2 separate regions of the Mus musculus genome follow, and region 2 is linked to region 1. Evidence: chromatin contacts called from public HiChIP or PLAC-seq data. All regions are on one chromosome and are shown on one strand. The core of a region is the stretch at or near the end of the contact, and the rest is flanking DNA. Distances in the headings are between cores, read along the strand shown.

Region 1 (3,889 bases), core at 825-3,324:
CTGAGAGAAAGTGCCCAAGTCAAAGCAAGTTTTTATTGCTAAGAGGATATAGAAATCTCTCTCTCTCTCTCTCTCTCTCTCTCTCTCTCTCTCTGTCTCTATCTCTGTCTCTCTCTGTCTCTTCCTTCTGTTCCTCTTCCTCCTCTCTCTCTCCTTTTTCGTTTCCTTCTGTGATTGAGCACTAGAAAGTTGGGTCAACTCCACTTTGAAAATAAATCACTCACACACACACACAATCAGGCATGCACATACCTATATTACACAAAAGCACATATGCAAAGAATGTAAGTTTGAACTTAAAAGATAAATCTATACACTTTCCCAAGAGCACAGTGACTTTAGCTCCAGAGGCCTGCATAGTTGCCATGGAGGCCTGAAGGGAGTGGGCCTCCACCCACAAAGAGCTTCATCTCAGGCCAGTTGTAGCAGTGAGTGTAGAGTGCGTTGGGGAATTCCTCAGTACCTCCAAAGTAGTTTACCCAGAGTTCATCTTGGTTGAGCCAGCCTCTGCCACACGTGAGTTTGAGCTTCCTCCCTGTGCGCCCAAGAAAAGAGTCTGGACTGGCTGAGGCCCTTTCCTCTAGGAACTTCTGGGCACGAATGTCATAGAAGAGCAGAGAGCCATGTCCAGTGCCCACAGTGATGATGTGCTGGTAGAAACTCAGAGAACGCACACCTGTGCCTCCCTCTCGGGAACACAAAGGTTTGATGTTCTGCTGGCGTTGTCTTGGATCCAGGAATGAAACGTGAGACTGAGAACCCACTGCGTAGAGGGACAACTCATCACAGTAGGTAAGACACACATTCTCCCTGCAGTAAGGCAGCCTCAGGGACAACAGCCTGGACAGGGAGCTCCGGGCTTTCCACAGGTGGAAGTAGCCATCCAGGGACACAGCTCCCAGCTCCTGGTTTCTGCCACTGAATGCAAGGGCTCGCACTTTGCGGTTACCTGGGTTAGTAGTTGCCCTTGGAATGGCTTCCATGTCCCTTGGACGAATGTGTGAATACCGTGGAATTCCTGAATTATTGTGCCAGGGAATGCTGCCATTGAACATGTCGGAATCCACCCGCCAGAGTGCCACGGTGCCATCACGGGAGCCACTCACAGCCACGGTATCACTCATCCAGGCGATGGCAAAGATCCAGTCCCTGTGGCCTTGGCGGTCACCTAAGCACACAGGGTCTAGGGTGGGTAGCTGATAGACTGCTAGACTGTTAGGGTTTTCACCTCCTGTAGCTAGGAGGGTCTTTGAGGGATTCAGCTGGATGGCGTGGATGCCACAGGTGGGTTGGGCACGGGTTTGTCCTGGCCCTCTGTCTCGCATCAGGGGAATGCGAGTGATCCGGCCAGTCTGGACATCAACCACGAAGAGCGTGTTACACTTGGTGCCACACACTACCTGCCTGGCATTGAGCCACTGCGATGCGAACACCTTATTGAGGGGGCCTAGGGTCAGCTGGCGCTCCCTCAGCAGCTCGGGCAGCCTGAGGACCCCATAGCTGCGCAGATCGCCCTCGAAGCCCGCTACCCCCGGGTGGCCATCAGCGCCCAGAGCACGGCCCTTCAAGTAGTGCACCAAGGAGCGGCGAGCCACGGGCCGCCGCGGCCTCTTGGCCAGCAGCAATGGCCCATCCGCTTGGCCCGTTCCCGCCGCCGCAGCCGCCCTCCCAGGCAACGAAGAAGTCCCAGCGCCCTGCTCGACCTCCGAGGCTTTCCGCTTCCTGCTACCTGTTTGCTGTGGGGCCATGGTGGGCGGCGGGCGGGTTGCAGAGGCGGCGGCGGCGCGGCTGCGGCGGCGCGTGGCACCCGTGGTGGCCGTGGTGGCGGTGGGGGTGGCTGTGTCTCCGAATCAGCGGGGGGTGACACTGGGCCCCAGGGACCAGGTGACTGAGTGATCCCTAGGGCACCGAGCGTCCTGGGTGCTTTGGTGGCCAAAGAGGCGAAGGTGGCAGCGTGGCTCTGCAAGGACTGTGAGCTTGGAAGGAGCAGTAAGCACTGCGTTGAGTGTGGTGGCAGTGCCTGGGACTTGGCCGAGGGCGGGAAGTGCTGCCGTCTGGGAGGTGGTGAAGTCAGTGTGGGGCTAGAGAGTAAGCTAAGAGACCTGAGGTTGAGAGGCGGAGAGAGTGGGAGGGGCTGTTGGCCGTGGGGTGCTGGGTAGCACAGGCCAGTCTGAGTGGGGGTTGGGAAGAAGCAGAGGGGATGGGCGCGGAGGAAGGCTGTGTGGAAACTCTGGGGAGATTCCTAGAGGGCTGAGCTCCAGTTAGCTCAGTAGCTAACACAAGTTTTGTTTTTGTTTTGTTTTTTTTCTTTCTACCAGTCTCACAGCAGCTCCCAACTAGCCTTAAAATCAAAACCTAAAATGTAGTCAAGCAAGGGATCAAAAGGAGCATTGAGCTTGACGCGTGGTAAGAAATAAATGTGCACTTGGTATTATCAGAGGACACTTCGACTAAGGTTGGTCTTTGAACTGGACTAGGCATAGAGGCCTTTCAACGTGACCTCTGTGGTTTCTTTCTGCGATTTCTGTGAAAGCCCCTCTGCAGATTGCGTTTTAAATTAGTCCAGCCTTACTCTGTTCTTGTTCCTTTTTTGGCCTCTGAACTTGAAGCTCCTGAGCGACTAAACTTGGAGCCCTGAAGGTATCTTGCTAATTCATACTCCTTGACCCCAATTCGAGGCAAGATAGTGGTAGGGAAATCTTCAAAAGGAAGCTCCTGAGTCTTCAGTGACATACTGATGGGAATATAGAGGTTACAAGTGAATGGCAGGATGCATTATTATATACTAACTCCTCAGGGACCTCAGAAGCCTGAGATGATGGGGTCCAGGATAAGGGCAAAGAAGAGGTCCTAGAAAGGAAGACATCCCTATATTCTCCAGGTGAGGAAAGTCCAATTCATGAAGTGAAGACCAGGACTTCTGTAGAGCTCTGTCTTATATTAAAGCCCATCTAAACATCTGGAAGGGACGTGAGAAACACATAAGATATCTGCTGTCAGATGGCAAAGAACTTTTCAGAGGAACAACACGACACAAATGTGAGCGTACAGAATTTAAGGGCTTGGCAGCCTCAAGACAGAAGAAATCCATAGCTGCCTTGAGACTCCAGTCTATCAATTCATTTGCAGTTACACACTGAACAAGACCAGTTTGAGTGGGAGACTGGTGGCTGTTACCAAAGCATATTGGGGTTTGTAACTTGGCATATCTGACCAATCACATGAAATAACAGCTATTTTGTTGTTCTTCCCTGTACACAACCTTACAGGTTTTGCAAAATTATGTCAAGTCTACAAATTTGAGCCTTTTTAATATCTCCCACTGAACTTCTTTGTATGCGTACATTCACCTCAATCATTTTCTCTGTACACAATGCAGTATCGTGGGAAAGAAAAGATGTCAAAATGGGAATATGAGGTAATATTATTGAAGAATAAGTGGTCAGAAATCCCTTCATCTACTAAAGGATTTTTCTGTTTTTATATAAACTTTATATAAATATAAGTTAGAAAACTATGATACATTGTAGAATAGGTTTTTACTATTGTGTAGAATAAAATGTACTGAAATTTTGGGGTTGTAGCTATCAGTCTGTATGTAAGCATACTGGATATGTAAAAAAAAAAAAGAGAGAGAGATGTATGGTCATTTCTGATAACATTTATTGAAATTTAGGTAGCTGATTTGTATTAAACCATTGAATGGCCGAATAAGTTTTGTCCTAAAATGTTTAAAATGAGTAAAGTAAAACTCAAAAAAGGTAATAATAACTCATGGTCTCACAGTCCATGCTGCAGCAGATATAAATCTTGATCTGACTTTATTACCTACCTTTTAAATGATTTGTACCCTGTATTATTCAAGGATTATAATTTTCGTTTCTTCAAA
Region 2 (3,889 bases), core at 899-3,398, 420 kb after region 1:
AACTAAACTGCTAATAATAGTAACACAAGACTTACACAATTTTAACTTCATAACAGGATTTTCTTCCGTAATAGACTACATGGATCACTCACTCAAAAACAACACAGCTAAGAATTAGTGGAAAGTATATGCATGAAAAGTCCAAAGAACGGTGGGGAGACCCAGAAAACTCTCAAAGCCGACTTCTGGGGGTTCCATCTCTTTTTCTTCTGAGAAGCACACTGGATACTCTGGGGCAGTTCCACCTGGACAAAAAGAAAAAAAAATAGAAAAAGACAAGAGTTAAAACAGCATGCACAACATGAATTACAATTAGATTGAACTAAAAGATAAAACCCATACTCTGAGAAGGAATCTTGTCCACCTTAGCTCCAGAGGCCTGCGTAGTTGCCATGGAGGCCTGACGCCAGTGGTCCCCCGCCTACGAAAAGCTTCATCTCTGGCCAGTTGTAGCAGTGAGTGTAGAGCGCATTGGGGAAATCTTCTACACCAGCAACATAATTCTCTAGAAGATCATCCTGGTTGATCCAGCCACTGCCACAGGTGAGCTTGAGCTTCCTTCCAGAGGGCACAGGAAACATGTCTGGATTGGCCGCGGACCTTTCCTCAAGGAACTTCTGGGCACGGATGTCATAGAAGAGCAGAGAACCGTGGCCTGTTCCCACAGTGACAATATGCTGGTGGACACTCAGAGAACGAACACCGGTGCCTCCCTCTCTGGAGCACAGTGGCGGGATGTTCTGCTGGCCTTGGCGAAGATCCAGGAACGAAACGTGAGACTGAGAACCCACTGCGTAGAGGGAAAACTCATCACAGTAGGTGAGACACACGTTCTCACGGCAATAGGGCAGCCTCAGGGATAGCAGCCTAGACAGGGAGCTTCGGGCTTTCCACAGGTGGAAGTAGCCATCCAAGGACACAGCTCCCAGCTCCTGGTTTTTGTTGCTGAAGGCAAGTGCTCTCACTTTGCGGTTACCTGGATTGGTAGTGGCTTTGGGGATGGCCTCCATATCTGTAGGACTGATGTGAGCATACACAGGTAGTCCTGCATCCTTGTGCCAAGCAATGCTGCCATTGAACATGTCAGGATCCACCTTCCAAAGTGCCACGGTGCCGTCGCGGGAGCCACTCACAGCCACGGTGTCACTCATCCATGCAATGGCAAAGATCCAGTCCCTGTGGCCTTGGCAATCTCCTAGGCACACCGGATCCAGAGTGGGCAACTGGTAGACTGCCAGGCTATTGGGGTTTTCACCTCCAGTTGCCAAGAGGGTCTTGGAGGGATTCAGCTCCACAGCATGAATGCCACAGGAGGGCGGGCCACGAGACAGGTCGGGTACCCTGTCGCGCATCAGAGGAATGCGCATGATGTGGTCGGTCTTGACATCAACCACGAAGAGTGTGTTGCACTTAGTGCCACACACCACCTGCCTGGCATTGAGCCACTGCGATGCGAACACCTTATTGAGGGGGCCTAGGGTCAGCTGGCGCTCCCTCAGCAGCTCGGGTAGCCTGAGGACCCCGTAACTGCGCAGATCTCCCTCGAAGCCAGCGAGCCCCGGGTGGCCATCTGCGCCCAGCGCTCGGCCCTTCAGGTAGTTCACCATGGAGAGGTGAGCTACGGGCCGCCGCGGCCTCTTGGTCAGCAGCATGGACCCCTCTGCGTTGCCCTCCCCAGCTGTCGCCATCGGCGCTGCGGGGCCTGGCGATGAAGAAGTCCCGGCGCCCTGATCGACCTCGGCGGCTTTCCGCTTCCTGCTACCTGTTTGCTGCGGGCCCATGGTGGGCGGCGAGCGGTTGGAGGGCCCTGCAGGCTGCGGCGTCTCCTGCTCTGCGGGAGAGGGCTGCGTCTGGGAGTCGGCCTGACGCATGATATCACCGGGAGCTGGAGGCTAAGGAGCTAGTGAGAGAGCGATCAACCGATCAGCGGGGAGCCTACCGAGTCCGGAGAGCCTTGGCGGCAAAGGAGGTGGTGGCGGCGTGACCCGGCGAACAACGCGAGGTCGGGCGGAAAGAGCCGAGCGAGCTCGGGAGGATCGGCGCTGAGGCCGAAGGTGCGGCTAGAGAGAGAGTGGAGACTCTGCTGCCAACCAGCTCAGGAGTGTGGACTTCTGGGCCTTGAGCGACGAGTCCGTTGGAGATAAAGACTAGGGGCGGGTGGGAGGCGGCTCTGAGGGTGGTGTTGGAAGAGGGGGCGGGACGGGCTGACTTTAAATGACAGACGTGATGGGAGGTGTGCAAGGGTGAGCTTTATGGCTTGAAGATCATGGCAAGAGTAGTGATCTCATGCCCAGCCAGAAGGGGGCGGTAGGCAGTAGTAATGCCTACAAGGTATAACAGAGATACCAAAGCACAAAAGGATCTTGGAAAGGCAGGGATTCATTACTCTCTAGTTAGTGGTCCAGCATGCCCCCAGGATCCAACAAGTCAAACTCAGCCACCCCCACCACAGCAGTCAAATACTCTTCTTACTCCTACTAAGTCTGAAACCCAACATAGTCAATCTTGGGAGGAGGCAGTCAGCACCTTTTTCATTATTCTCGGGGAAGAAAACAAAAGTTTGCTTGTTGTAACTCAGGAAGACTCTTCACTAAGATAACTTGGCAGAAAATTAAATTGTTTGAAAATAACAATTTTCTTTTGAACAGTCATTCGGCTGCTCATGGTAATCTATTTTCAATGATTTTTTTTTCTTTTCTTTATGTTGTCCTCAAATTAAATGTTCTGTGCTGTTGCAACAGAATCATTTGAAGAGACAATATCAAATGACAGATCACTGGGCCTCAGATTCTATCTGCCCATGATTATGCCCAGGACTTGCTGGTAGATCAGGAGGAAGTGAAGCTGGGCGTTTTGGAGATCGCTTTTAGCTCAGAAAATTAAGGTAATGCTCTAGAACACTACAAGTGAGGAGCTGGGGGTGAAAGTTCCCATTGTCAGTCCTAGAGGCCCATGACCTTAGACAGAGCCCTCTGAGTCCTTGGGATAGTAATATAAAGGATAACCAGAAGTTTTAATGCAAAGAATGAAAGATAAAGAGAATTTTCTAAAAGCAATGAAACTTTTTGTTGTATTTTTGTTTTGGTATTAGTTTTTTTAAGCTTCAAGATATCACATATCATGACAGACCTATACTTGGTCGCTAAGTAACACTGACTTTAATTAGCGTTACATAGAGGCTAGTGCCTGATACTGAATCTAAATATATCATAATCCTCCTCCACAGAAAGTAGTTTGTTCAAGTACTGGGCAGGGCATGAATTCATTTTTTTTTTTCCTGACTGTACTGTAAGAATACTTTCATGGTGTTTTCTCCATAAGCACACCATCCCATTCTGCTGATTTTATTTCTAGTACCTTTTTTGAACCTTCACTTCGTATAAATTCCAAGTACAAGGTCTGAGTCTTTCTTTCCCATCATCCAAGTCAAGCTTTCTTATATTTGTACTCCCCAACACTCTCCAGAAATAGAGTTCTGACCCTCTCCCCTATTATCCATTTTATGGCAGAAGAAATGGTGAAATCAGTTGGTGTGTTTAAGGAGAAAAGTATAGGTAAGTGTCTTATGGAGGAGGCTCAGAGACTCAATTTTATTTCCACTGGTAGGATTAGGATGAATAAGCATTTCACAAAGAATAGAACTATGTCCACAGATACAATGTTTGTATATGAGTAACTAACTCATGGCATTTTGTGTTCATCAAGCTCACAGCAGCGATTTCCCAAGTTGGCACCCCACCTTGAATAGAACCCTAAATATTTTGATTCAGGTGACTTGGAACATTCTTTCAGAAAAGCCCATGGATGTTCCTTTCACTCACCTGGAAGCAGGATGTTTTACATTTAGGCGATGGTACTCTGCAGTGTATCTCAGTGTTGCTCCTAAAAT

Evidence for each region. HiChIP or PLAC-seq counts read pairs in DNA pulled down with a chosen protein or histone mark.
Region 2: a contact with region 1 is called in an H3K4me3 HiChIP or PLAC-seq map of stem cell-derived neural progenitor cells, with 8 times the contacts expected there. The contact joins the promoter of Dcaf12l1 here to the promoter of Dcaf12l2 in region 1. A contact is called at or near these places in 2 of 39 promoter capture datasets (hippocampal neurons and neural stem cells) and 1 of 115 datasets of contacts at active chromatin or transcription factors (stem cell-derived neural progenitor cells).

Annotation. Positions count from the first base shown.
Region 1 is chrX:44,366,263-44,370,151 of GRCm38.p6, forward strand. Dcaf12l2 (DDB1 and CUL4 associated factor 12-like 2) reads right to left here and starts at 2,075. Exons shown (of 1, transcript NM_175539.3): 1 at 1-2,075. The coding sequence starts at 1,748. The coding sequence ends at 339.
Region 2 is chrX:44,788,049-44,791,937 of GRCm38.p6, forward strand. Dcaf12l1 (DDB1 and CUL4 associated factor 12-like 1) reads right to left here and starts at 2,149. Exons shown (of 2, transcript NM_178739.6): 1 at 365-2,149; 2 at 1-245. The coding sequence starts at 1,871. The coding sequence ends at 366.